2 separate regions of the Pan troglodytes genome follow, and region 2 is linked to region 1. A link is a contact called in public Hi-C data. All regions are on one chromosome and are shown on one strand. Each heading gives the region's core, a stretch centred on a gene start, on an enhancer-like site or on the middle of the called end of the contact. The rest is flanking DNA. Distances are from core to core; before and after follow the strand shown.

Region 1 (6,919 bases), core at 2,415-4,914:
TTTCTTTCATATCTAGAATAATTTCCAGCCACTTGCACATCTCCAAAATAGTGGTTTATGGTCATTTCAATTTTAGGATTTGTTAACTGGTTGTACATATATGGTTTCATTTTTATTTTGAGTTTTAGGATGACTCGAGACGTAGATGGGCTTGGTATTCCCCCATTTTATAGATGGTGAAAACGTTTTGGATCCTGCTTACGCAGCTTGTCTAGGAAATGGCAATTTGCATCTCAAACCCAGGCACCTGCACCAAGTCCCATCTCTTTCCATCTCTATGGTTGAAAGAATAAGTGAATCATTCAGGATGTGTTTCTGGAATGGGATTTTGAAGCTAGCCTGTATTTTAGTGGTGTGGGCAAAGGGAGAAACACAGAAGCCCTGAAGCCTGATAACACTGCATCCACACCTCCCTCCTGCCTGCTCTTGGATTTCTGAGTGCCTGTAGGCAAATCACTGTGATGTCAGGCCAGGGCGCCATGTGCAAACTCCCATGTGGAGGGAACTGGCAGAAACTTCCCAGCTGTGACACTGCCACACCCTCTGCTATGCAAGAACAGAGCATTTGGAAAGGAACAAAAAGTTGTATCCTATAAGGGAAGAGGGCGCTGTGGTTCACACCTGCAATCTAAGTACTTTGGGAGGCTGAGGTGGGCAGATGGGCTTGAACTCAGGAGTTCAAGACCAGCCTGGGCAACATGGTGAAACAATGTATCTACAAAAAAAAAAAAAAAAAAAAAAAAAAAAAAAGTAGCCTCCCAGCTACTTGGGAGGCTGAGGTGGGAGAATCACTTGAACCCTGAGGGGCAGAGGTTGCAGTGAGCCAAGATCGCACCACTGTGCTCCAGCCTGGGTGACAGAGTGAGACCCTGTCTCAAAAAAAAACAAAAAACAAAAAAAGAAAAAGAAGTGAAGAGACTTAGCACTCTGCAGTTATCGCGCTTTCTCTCTGTACAAACTCAAATCATTTAAAAATGAGTTATTTTAATATTTTAGTAGTTGAGGCCAATGGAGTCAAAGGTACTTGCCCAAGGCCACAGGGCAAAACTCGGACATCTAATCTCGATGTTTTTGTTTACACTGACCTTCAATTCAAAATAAATATTGCTTGTTGTTTTATTTTCTCTACAAAGAAACCATATGCAGTGGTAGAAATGAGCAGTGTGGTGGCATCAGACCCTCACTGTACATGCTCTTAAAAAAGTGACTCAAAGGCTTAAAAAGTGACTTAAAGGCTCACACCTGTAATCCCAGCACTTTGGGAGGCCGAGGCGGGCGGATCACCTGAGGTCAGGAGTTTGAGACCAGCCTCGTCAGCAGGGTGAAACCCCGTCTCTACTAAAAATACAAAAATTAGCCAGGTATGGTGGTGAATGCCTGTAATCCCAGTTACTCAGGAGGCTGAGACAGGAGAATCATTTGAACCCGCGGGGCGGAGGTTGCAGTGAGCCTAGATTGTGCCACTGCACTCCCGCCTGGGCGACAGAGTGAGACTCCACCTCAAAAAAAAAAAAGTGACTTAAAATAAATTTTTGTTTGTGTGACAGGGTCTCACTTTGTCACTCAGGCTGGAGTGCAGGGGTGAAATAATGGTTCACTACAGCCTAAACCTCCCAGGCTCAAGCAATCCTCCCACCGCAGCCTCCCTAGTTGCTGGGACTATAGGGATGCACCACCATGCCTCCAGCTAATTCTGTTATCTTTTTGTAGAGATGAGGGTCTTACTATGTTGCCCAAGCTGGTTTTGAACTCCTGGGCTTAAGCGATATTCCCCCCTCCACCTCCTAAAGTGCTGGGATTACAGGCTTGTGCCACCACACCCGGCCAAAAGTGACTTTTCCTTTAACCCAGAAAGAACGCTTCCAATCTATACTAGTCAGAAATCTGGACCAGTGTTAATGTGGAAAATGCTCACCACACTCAGCTTTAAAACGGCAAAAAACTAGAAACGCATGTCTGAACATAAGAAAATGGCTTTTTAAATGGCATATTATGTAGCCACTAAAATGAGATTTTTCAGGGTTGGATGCAGGACTATAAGCATAAGCCTATAATCTCAGTGCTTTGGAAGGTCGAGGCAGGGAGAATCACTTGAGCCCAGGAGTTCCAGATCAGCATGGGCAACATAGTGAGACCGCATCTCTACCAAAAAAAAAAAAAAAAAAAAAAAGCCAGGCATGGTGGCACATCATGCCTGTAGTTCCAGCTACTTGGGAGGCTAAGGAGGGAGGATTGCTTGAGCCCAGGAGGTCAAGGTGGCAGTGAGCTGTGATTGTGCCACTGCACTCCAGTCTGAGCAACAGAGTGAGACCCTGTCTGAAAAAAAAAAAAAAAGAGATACAGAGATTTTCAAAAAGTATTTAATGACATAAAAAGTACTTAATGACATGAGGAAAAATTACAAACCACGCTGTATTTTTCTACACAGTGAAAAATGCTCACTACACTATAGTAGTGAGCATATGTCACTACTATAATCAGAAAAAAAAGGATGACACGATCCTGTCACTTATTAATAACTATGGCCCTTAAAGGTGAGATACATCCTCTGTGGTTTCTGATAACACAGCTTCTGATATGAGAGGCAATTGCCTCAAGTTAAGGAGATCCATGAAAGACTGAGGAATTGGATCAGATTACCTCTTAAATTCCTTCCAAAGCTTAGCTTTAACGTAGACTCCTCCAACCTGGGGGAATTTTCTTTAGCTCTGCAGAATGCAGATAAGGATGGCATTTGTTCAGAGCAAAGGATAGTAATAACAATTTCCCTGTGCATTTCTTTTTTTGAGTCAGGGTCTTGCTCTGTCCCTCGGGCTGGAGTGCAGTGGCACCATCACAGTTCACTTGCAGCCTCGACCTCCCTGGCTTCAAGCCATCCTCCTGCCTCAGCCTCCAGAGGAGCTGGACTACAGACGTGAGCCACCATGTCTGGCCCCTATACATTTTGTCACACCAGAAGGACCTGAGAAATGTTTGCATTGTTCAAGTATTTATTTATCTTGGAGTGAATTCTGCTTCAATTTTGTCTTTCTGTTCTTTTCTTTTCTGAGTTCATTTTAAAAAACTGTGCATGAATCCTTTCTAGCCGACCAGAGCCACTTGTTGTCTTGGGGTGATGGGCTTTTACATGTAGCTGGTCTTTCTGTTTAAACCCAAAGGATGGGAAAGTGCCCTTGCCAGCTTTCAGCAAGGGTCTCCAGCACTTACAAAAAGGGAGCTTTAGGGGAGTCATGCCAATCTATGGAGGTCACTGGGCTGGAACTGATCAGGCTTTCAACAAAAAAAGTGTCAATAGAAATGGACAATGGGATTCCAGGTACTGAATCCATATCATTTTAAACTGTTTATCTTTAGGACTTGGTGCATCTGCTAGAGAAAAACAGCAAATAGCACATCTAAAAACAGCTTGGTGGTTTTTTGCATCTTTAGAGAAAGCTGCTTTAGGAGGGTCTGCAGTATAGACCTCCTGTATCTGCAAGGTGACAGACGGAGGACCCCAAGCCGTGGGAACTGGTCACCTACTGTGGGGCCCAGGCCTCTCCCCACTGCAGGTCAAGCCCATCTTGAAGCCACCACCTGCTTAGCGCTCAAGGTCACCGCTCTCAGCCTGGTCCAGGTGCTGAAGGATCATCTCGACACGAGGGGGCGCCATCTCCTCACATTGTGAGGAAGCCTCTGGCATCGGGATGAATTTCGTTCTAGAGCTTTCCTTCTACAAACCTCGGTGTTGTTCTCGCTCACATGCAAGAAAGAATCGGAGTATTGTGAGGTCTGCAAATGAAAGGGTCCCTTGCCAAATGCTCTAATCCAGGCTCCTGGTGTTTGCGGGCCCAGATAGCTACAGTTTGTTGTCCCCTGGCTGCAAACCTTCTAGGAGTTTCTAGCTTTAGAAACCCTAGAAACAAACCCCTTCTAATGTTTCAGTTCCACAGCCCCTGCCCACCCAGCCCCTCAGACTTCCCATAGCAACCCGGGTTGGAGTCATCTCGCCCAGGTTTTCATATCTGCTCCACGGGCTTCACAGAAAAGTGCTGCTGGCTTGGAGCAGATCCGTAACTCTGATATCAAAGTCCTTTTTCTTTTGGGGCTAGGGCAGTTCAGGGAGAAGTTATGCCACTAAATGGGTGCCTTGTTGGGGAAGACGGTAATGACAGTAGGAATGAACAAATGATAAACAGCAGAACATTCTTCTGTTCATTGATTTGAATCAAAACAGACTGTAAATTGAGATGAGGAATGAATGTATTAATAGTAAACTGGACCTGCTTGGTGCCCTTTTTTGATGTCATGAAGCACTCTGCAGTTCCAGCTGCGGCCAAGCCTTGGGGCCTGGGGGACCTGGGTCACTGGAGTCTGGTTATGATCCTGTTGTTCCTGCAGAGGCAGCGTCAGGTTCTGCAGCCCCAGGGCCTGGGTTGGAATCGCAGCCCTTCCCTTCACCAGCTGTGTGCCTTGGGCAAGTCGCCTAACCTCCTGCCTCATTTCCTTACCTGGAGAAGGGAGATAGTGATGGTATATATCATGTAAATTATGTAATGCCTGCAAAACATTTAATGCAGTGTGGGCAAGGAGTCAGCACACCACAAACTAGAGCTGTTACTCTCATCCCCAGGATGCAGTCTCCTCTAAATGCAGTATTTTGTCTTTCAATAGAGGCAAGATGAATGCAAACATGGATCATTCTTCATTACGGATTTTTTTTTTTGAGACGGAGTTTCGCTCTGTCCCCCAGGCTGGAGTGAGTGCAGAGGCATGACCTCAACTCACTGCAACCACTGCTTCCTGGGTTCGAGTGATTCTCCTGCCTCAGCCTCCAGAGTACTTGGAACTACAGATGCGCCCCACCACACCTGGCTAATCTTTTTGTATTTTTAGTAGAGATGAGGTTTCACCATGTTGGCCAGGCTGGTCTCGAACTCCTGGCCTCAAGTGATCTGCCCGCCTTGGCCTCCCAAAGTGCTGAGATTACAGGTGTGAGCTACCGCCCCCGGCCTTCCATTTTGGAATGTTAATGCTTTGTTTCATTACCTTCTTTTTTTAAATTTTTTAAAATTTTTTATTTATTTTTATTTTTTTATTATACTTTAAGTTTTAGGGTACATGGGCACATTGTGCAGGTTAGTTACATATGTATACATGTGCCATGCTGGTGCACTGCACCCACTAACTCGTCATCTAGCATTAGGTATATCTCCCAATGCTATCCCTCCCCCCTCCCCCCACCCCACAGCAGTCCCCAGTGTGATATTCCCCTTCCTGTGTCCATGTGTTCTCATTGTTCAATTCCCACCTATGAGTGAGAATATGCAGTGTTTGGTTTTTTGTTCTTGCGATAGTGTACTGAGAATGATGTTTTCCAATTTCATCCATGTCCCTACAAAGGACATGAACTCATCATTTTTTATGGCTGCATAGTATTCCATGGTGTATATGTGCCACATTTTCTTAATCCAGTCTATCATTGTTGGACATTTGGGTTGGTTCCAAGTCTTTGCTATTGTGAATAATGCCGCAATAAACATACGTGTGCATGTGTCTTTATAGCAGCATGATTTATAGTCCATTGGGTATATACCCAGTAATGGGATGGCTGGGTCAAATGGTATTTCCAGTTCTAGATCCCTGAGGAATCGCCACACTGACTTCCACAATGGTTGAACTAGTTTACAGTCCCACCAACAGTGTAAAAGTGTTCCTATTTCTCCACATCCTCTCCAGCACCTGTTGTTTCCTGACTTTTTAATGATTGCCATTCTAACTGGTGTGAGATGGTATCTCATTGTGGTTTTGATTTGCATTTCTCTGATGGCCAGTGATGATGAGCATTTTTTCATGTGTTTTTTGGCTGCATAAATGTCTTCTTTTGAGAAGTGTCTGTTCATGTCCTTCGCCCACTTTTTGATGGGGTTGTTTGTTTTTTTCTTGTAAATTTGTTTGAGTTCATTGTAGATTCTGGATATTAGCCCTTCGTCAGATGAGTAGATTGCGAAAATTTTCTCCAATTTTGCAGGTTGCCTGTTCACTCTGATGGTAGTTTCTTTTGCTGTGCAGAAGCTCTTTAGTTTAATTAGATCCCATTTGTCAATTTTGGCTTTTGTTGCCATTGCTTTTGGTGTTTCACACATGAAGTCCTTGCCCATGCCTATGTCCTGAATGGTAATGCCTAGGTTTTCTTCTAGGGTTTTTATGGTTTTAGGTCTAACGTTTAAGTCTTTAATCCATCTTGAATTGATTTTTGTATAAGGTGTAAGGAAGGGATCCAGTTTCAGCTTTCTACATATGGCTAGCCAGTTTTCCCAGCACCATTTATTAAATAGGGAATCCTTTCCCCATTGCTTGTTTTTCTCAGGTTGGTCAAAGATCAGATAGTTGTAGATATGTGGCGTTATTTCTGAGGGCTCTGTTCTGTTCCATTGATCTATATCTCTGTTTTGGTACCAGTACCATGCTGTTTTGGTTACTGTAGCCTTGTAGTATAGTTTGAAGTCAGGTAGTGTGATGCCTCCAGCTTTGTTCTTTTGGCTTAGGATTGACTTGGCAATGCGGGCTCTTTTTTGGTTCCATATGAACTTTAAAGTAGTTTTTTCCAATTCTGTGAAGAAAGGCATTGGTAGCTTGATGGGGATGGCATTGAATCTGTAAATTACCTTGGGCAGTATGGCCATTTTCACGATATTGATTCTTCCTACCCATGAGCATGGAATGTTCTTCCATTTGTTTGTATCCTCTTTTATTTCCTTGAGCAGTGGTTTGTAGTTCTCCTTGAAGAGGTCCTTCACATCCCTTGTAAGTTGGATTCCTAGGTATTTTATTCTCTTTGAAGCAATTGTGAATGGGAGTTCACTCACGATTTGGCTCTGTGTTTGTCTGTTGTTGGTGTATAAGAATGCTTGTGATTTTTGTACATTGATTTTGTATC
Region 2 (6,919 bases), core at 2,495-4,994, 700 kb after region 1:
GGGGAGCTTTCCAGGCGATTCCCAGCCCCAGAGATTGGAATGGGTTTGGAGTGGCCTGGAAATGGGAATTTTTCAAAGCTCCCTAGAGACTCTGACGTGCAGCTAAGGTTGGGAGCACTGCTCAAAGGTCTCTACTCACATAAAGAATGGAAGGATGTCACTTCTACTTCTTTCATGCTGATCCGAATATTTTGTTATTAAAAGAAAGTCATGATAGCACTACATCTATCACAAATCTTAGGTGAGTTGTTTTTGTTTTTGTTTTTTTTTAGGTAAGTTTACTCAAGCGAAAAGAGTAAATTTTTCTATAATTTTCTGACTTAGCCTTCCGGCAAAGCTCTATGAATCAAATATACATTCATATTTCAGACAACTGAAAAAAGGGTATTTGTTTCCATTACTATACGGAACTATATTCACTGCTTGGAAATGAACGGAATATTATCTGAGAACTCTTAAATTCCTGGTCAGCTTGATGATGACTGAACAAACTCTTATTCCAGGGAACCAACTAACCATTTTCAGCAATTCAAAGCACATGTAATTACTGGTTCAAAGCATTTTGAATTGTTTTGCTTTTCTAAATAGAAAAGAAAAAAAGACTCACAAAAAGAGTACTATAATGGAATATGTTCATCAAATATTTGTACAAACAGAAAATAATCATATTTTAGTAAAAGTTTTCATTCATCTGTAACAGTGTGAATCTAATACATTTAATTAACAAACTCATTATACAGTATTTACAATATTGATCCTGAGCCAGCCAATGAAAACAAATCTTACATATCTGGCCAAGCAATTATAGTTACAAAACAGCTTCTGATGTAAATTTTCAAAAGAATTCTAGTTCAGGTTAATTTTTTTTCTTTCCTTGAAGACTAAGCTTACAGAATCATGTGACTATATATAAAGAAGTTTGATCAAGTCTTTTTTCCTCACACCATCACTCTCCAGATCCAACAGACTAGCTAAGGAGGGGACGGCCAGACCCCCAGGGACTTTTGTCAGCATTGCAGTTAATGATCTGTTTACACAAGGGGAGATACCACCAACCTAAAGTAGATTTACATTTACATTACATCATCCAAAGGTGACACCCCAGTCTTAACAGTAAGACTGCCGCATTGAAACCGCAGAAACTACATATTCCCACCTAGAAGGATGGTTTCAGCTAAATGAGAAATGGTCCACTTGCTGCAAGGCTTACCAAGGACCCGCTGTGACTTTAGCTCTCAGGTTGCCCACTGCATAGAGCTATTTGCCCTCGGAGACTGGGACTCCCTTAGCCCACCTGGTTTTTGGGTTTTCACTGATTGCTGTATATCTCACAGGACCCTAGAATTGGACACCAGTGCACAACCCTGCCTCATCCCCATTCTGAAGCTCCAGATTCTCCAAATGGAGAGAAGAGGCTCAGATGGAGGCTCTGCCCCTTTCTCCATCTCCAAGACCACCATCCTAGTCCCACTCCCTTCCTATCTCCCCTGGATGATGGCAACAGCCTCCTACCAGGTCTCCTTGCTTCCTCTCTAGTCTACCCAGTTTCCCTCCTGAAAGCCATTCTCCACCAAGATGTGCAATTAGAATCACACCTGAATCCTTACCATGGCCCCAGGGGGATGTTTTCTGGTTGCTTATCCAACCTCAGCTACCAATCGCCTCTCTGTCTCTCATGCAACCCTTCAAGTCCTTTAAAAATGGAGTTCACCCTGCACTGGAGCTTCTGCACCTGCTAGTCCCTCTGCCGGGATGCCGGCCACACAAACACCTCCCCAGGGAGCTTCTTCCTGTCAACCTGGTCCAGGCTGTGCAGAGGCCTCCCTGGGCCACTCCATCTAAAGTGGCTCCATACTAACTCCTCTGTGTAAGTCCCCTTTATCCACACTGTCCCCAGAGCCATTATCTACCCTTCTGTGGGCCCTGAAAGGATGACCCAACCTATGGACTCCACTGCAGGGGCTCCCTTGCCTCCTAGCTGTCCTTTGAGTTCTGCCAATGAAATCAGAAGCCTGAGAATTTCTTCCCTGCCTGTACCCTGCCTTAGCATCTCAACTCCACACCTTCAAGTCTACAGCTCCTGGCAGGCAGCTCCTCCCCTAGGTTTCCAGCCACGTGACTTCCTCCCCCAGCTCCAGCTTCCAGCTGTTGCTCATGGCTGCAGGCCTGGACATCCCTTGTTAGTTCCCTCAGGACTGCCGCAATTCACCAGCTCTTCAACAAAACCCCCACAGTGTTAGGACCTGACCACTCTGACCAAGCCCCCTCCCCTTGCTCTCTATCCCTGTTTCAGTCTCTTCGTCGCATTTATCACTATCCGAAATGATCTTGCTCACTTGCCTTTTTCCTATTGTCTATCTCCCCCTCAACCACTGGATCCTAAGCTCCATGAAAGCAAGGAGCTTGAAATGTTCCCTGCTTTATCCTCTGGGCCTAAACCAGTGGCTGGAACACAGTAAGCACTCAATAGACAGCAAAGCCTGAATGAACCAATGCTACATTGTCTCTGCTCAAAATATCACCGTATCAGTAAGACCTTCCCTGATCATCTTATGGAAAATAGCAATCTCCCTTCCACTCCCAGATCTCCACTCCCTCCTCCTGCCCTCCAAGTCTTACTTTTTCCTATAGCATCATTACTTTCTGATACATTTGATATTTCTTTATTGCTTGTTTCCCTTCCAAAAAATGTCAACCCTGGAGGCAGAAATGCTATTTTATCTACTGATGCAGCCTCAGAGCCTAGGACAGTACCTATCCCGTAGCGAAGTCTCAATAAATATTTGTTAAAATGAATAGCTAGCGAAGTGGGCAAACTTTCATACAACACAATTTCAGGATTGTATCCAACACTGGAAAAAATTGTCTCCAACACTGCAAGTAAGTGCCGTCTTACGTGACTTGACCTTGTTCTAGCAGAAAGACAGCCTAGAACTCCTAAGGAAAAGGTTTGAAATGCTGGCTAGCGCTTAGTTTATATGGAGAGGAAAAGGTTTTAGAGTAAGATCAATCAGTAAGACCCTGAGTTCCTGACAATTGCTGCTCTAGAAAGCATGCCTGGAAGCTTACCTAAGCACACGGCCATTGTAATTCCTTTCAGAAAGTAAGTGAACATATAAATTATAAATAAATGACACTTACGCACACCATTCTGTTTCACAGTGGTGTTGTATTGGCAGCAGCCTTCAACTATAGTTCACTGACAGCATTTGTGGACCCACAGCCAAGCGCTGAAAGCACTGCTTTTTTTGACAGCTGCTCTCCTAATGGGGCATCTCTCAAAGACCGGTTTCATTCTGTGACGCCCACGTTGTCCACATTTTATTCTGCACAATAACTGCAGATTTGAAATAAATTCCTCCTCCCCACCACCATTATTGATTACTCATACCTGCCCCTCACCCTCCAAAGTGTCTAAATTGTGTGGATTTTGCGGGGGTGGGGGGAGGCGGGGGAAGGAGTCGACTCCCCATGTACTGGGTGTCCCCGATGGCGGCAAGCCACACCTTCACGCAAGGGGGCAAGGTTCTTGACTAAATATCCTAAAGGTCTGAAAGATGGTCCCCTTCCCCCCAACACAATTCCACCAAAACTGGCCAGCCGCTGGCTAATGAGCAACCACGGATCCTCACCCAAACATTGGCTTTTCTTCCAATAGTGCAGATTGGGAATGCAGGGACGTCGTCCTATTTATGAACACTGAGTCACGTCGCCGCTCAACGTCTGTTTCCTCCTCCCTAGGAATGAGGTGACCCCCTCCTCCAGCGAGTAAATGCGGGGCGATGGCGAGAGCGCAGGGGGCGGCGGCGCTGCCCCGCCTTGGGGAGCGAATTCACCCCCCTAGTCGCACCAGCCTGGGCGCACACGGGGGCCGGGGCGAGCCTGTGGGACTCTGCAGTGAGCTCCGCGCGCCCCGGGGGTGCTAGGGGACCGGGACCCTCGGGGCGCCGTCCCCACGCCCCAGCCCTGACGGGTCCGCGGCCGAGCAGCCCGGGGGGCGTCGCTGCCTCCCCGCCCCGCGCGCGGCCGGGACTGGGCGCTGCGACCCACGCCGCCTCCTCGGGCAACAAGTGTCCGCCCTCCGCCCCGACGGCCCGCCCGGCGCGGCCCTCACCCGGCACAGGCCGTCCACGAACACGCGCGGGTCCAGGTGACAGGCGATGGTGGCGCTGGGCAGGTCCTGCAGGTCCACCTCCTCCATCTCGCAGTCAATGAAGCTCCAGTCGCCGTCGCCCTCGTCCGCCTCGGCCGCCCCCGAGAGGGGCGCGAAGGGCCGCAGCGTCACCCCGGGCCGCGCTCGCGCCTCGGCCGCCTCCGCCGCCTCCGCCGCGGCCCCGAGCCGGGGACCGGCCACGCCGTCCTCCATCCCCGCGCCCGCGCGCCCCTGTGCGCCCCAGCGGGCTGCGCCGGGCTTGCGCGCCGGAGCCTCACGCGCTCCCGTCCGCGCCCGGCCGGCGGCTCCGCCGTTAACCCCCTCGGGATCGCGCGGCGGCAGGCGGCGGGCTGTCAGCAGTCTCCCAGCGACACGGCCTCCCAGCGCCAGCCCCGCCTGTCACCGTTCCGCGCGGGAGGGGCAGAAACCCGGCGCGGCGCCCGCCCCCGCCCCAGCCCCTAGGGCCGGCCACCGGCGGATCCAACGGTGGCCCCTTTAAGGCCGGCGCCGGTTGGGTTATTGTACCCCGCCCTTCCAGGAGACGGGGCCAATAAAGGAACGGAATTCTCTTCACGTGACCTTCCTTCTGCCGCCCGAAGCCCGAAGCCTCAGGGCGGCCATGTTGGTTAGGGGCAAAGTCCTCGTCCCCAGTTCCGCTTTTCTGACAGCTGGTGGCAGCTGAAGGACGCCGGGCAGAGTCCTCGGCTCTTGGGCCCTTGGGGTGATAACTGGGGAGGCAACGTTTTTGTGGTTCCCATGCGGGGACGTTTTGAAGCACAGGGGCCCACTTTTGGGAATTTAAGCGAGACATAGTCTCCCTGTGGCTCTGTGGCCCCTGGCAAGTGGTTAGATGCTTACCGTATATTATCAGATATAGTCGCAATAAGACTGAACTAGACCATGATAACAATGCCTTACTTTTCTATTTCAGCGTATTAGTCACTATACCATTGTGAAAATTTATGTAATTAGAAGTAATTTTTCTGAATTACCACTATTTGCTATGTACAATAGGACATAACGAAAGAATTAAGAGATCACCCCTTTCCTTTGGGGAATAGCGGAAAAATAAGAGGACCTCAAGTGAGCAGACATGTCTCTTCCTGAAAAATAGAATTCTTTTTTGGACAGTATGATACAGTGAGAACTTGGGTCTGAATTTCAGCTTTGCTTTTTAACTACTTGTACAAATAAGCTGAATCTTAGTTTCCTCATCTGAAAAAAATGAGGACATATTACTAAGAATTCGGTCAGTGCTTAATAAATGGTAGCTGTTTATGCACTGGGTTCTTTGGAGGTTGTGAAATTACAGTTATATTTTTTCTTAGAGTAGGCTTACTCTCTAGTTAGGAAGTGTTAGTAATTATAACAAAAAGTATATCCAACAGCTGAGATTTATTCAGAACTTGCCATGTGCACGGTTCTATGATTACTATTATCATAGTCTTAGGACAGTTTGTGTCCTCAGGGAGTTGAACCCAAGAGGAATAATAATACCCATCTAGAGATAACTCATAAAATAGAATATGATATGAGGATGTGAAGAAATTGGAACCGTCATACTGTGAAAGGGAAATCTTGGGCCCCCAAAATCACTAAGGAAAACTAAAGCTGGAAGTTGCTTAGAGCCAACCTGCCTCCCATTCCATTCAAAGTCACCCCTCTGCTCACCGAGACAGATGCATTTCACCGAGACAGATTTGCCTCCTTTATAAAGACTAATCAGAAACTCAAAGAGTGTAACCATTTGTCTATCACCTATCTGTGACCTGGAAGCTCCCTCCTGCCTCCTGCCTTTGCAGTAGTCTTCCTGCCTTTGCTTCAAGTTGTCCTGCCTCTCCAGACCAAACCAATGTACTGCTTACATACATTCATTGATGTCTCATGTCTCCCTAACATGTATAAAACCAAGCTGTGCCTTGATCACCTTGGGTACATGTCCTCAGGACTTCCTGAGGCCTGTCATGGGCATGCCCTCAACCTTGGCAAAATAAACTTTCTAAATTAATTGAGACCTGTCTCAAATTTTCAGGGTTCACAATATATTGCTGATGGGCATGTAAAATGGCGCAGCCACTTTGGAAAACAATTTGGCAAGTCCTCAAAAAGTTCTATGTAGAGTGACCATATGACCCAGCAATTCCTCTCCTAGGTATATACTTAAAAGAAATGAAAACGGCCGGGAGCCATGGCTCACGCCTGTAATCCCAACAATTTGGGAGGCCAAGGCGGGCAGATCACCTGAGGTTGGGAGTTCCAGACCAGCCTGACCAACATGGAGAAACCCCATCTCTACTAAAAATACAAAATTAGCTGGGCGTGGTGGCACATGCTTGTAATCCCAGCTACTCGGGAGGCTGAGGCAAGAGAATCTTTTGAACCCCGGAGGCAGAGGTTGCAGTGAGCTGAGATCGCGCCACTGCACTCCAGCTTGGACAACAAAAGCAAAAACTCAGTCTAAAAAAAAAAAAAAAGAAAGAAAGAAGTGAAAACATATGCCCACACAATAATCTGTACACAAAAGCTCATAGCATCATTATTCAAAATAGCCAAAGAGTGGAAACAGCCCAAATGTTCACCAGTTGAAGAATGGACAAACCAGGAGTATATCCATACAATGGAATATTTTCCAGCCCTAAAAAGGAATGAAATGCTGATAACATGCCACAACATGGAGGAATCTTGAAAACATTATGCTAAGTGGAAGAAGGCAGTCACAAAAGGCCACATGTTATTCCATTTATATGAAATGTTCAGAATAGGCAA

What was found. Hi-C and Micro-C count contacts between places; a contact is called where the count stands out from the background.
Region 2: a Hi-C map of stem cell-derived neural progenitor cells shows a contact between it and region 1, with 4 times the contacts expected there. The contact joins the promoter of RCAN1 here to the enhancer-like site in region 1. A contact is called at or near these places in 1 of 7 Hi-C or Micro-C datasets (stem cell-derived neural progenitor cells) and 1 of 1 datasets of contacts at active chromatin or transcription factors (stem cell-derived excitatory neurons).

The regions. Positions count from the first base shown.
Region 1 is chr22:34,628,952-34,635,870 of NHGRI_mPanTro3-v2.0_pri, forward strand. No RefSeq gene overlaps it. Among named protein-coding and RNA genes, the nearest start is that of ATP5PO, 8.2 kb to the left of the region's middle. Within about 2 kb of position 3,665, at least 9 of the 24 cell types and tissues checked have an H3K27ac peak or open chromatin away from gene starts, as enhancers often do. A contact at or near this core is called in stem cell-derived neural progenitor cells, where this site is marked.
Region 2 is chr22:35,324,187-35,331,105 of NHGRI_mPanTro3-v2.0_pri, forward strand. RCAN1 (regulator of calcineurin 1) reads right to left here and starts at 3,745. Exons shown (of 4, transcript NM_001098557.1): 1 at 3,633-3,745.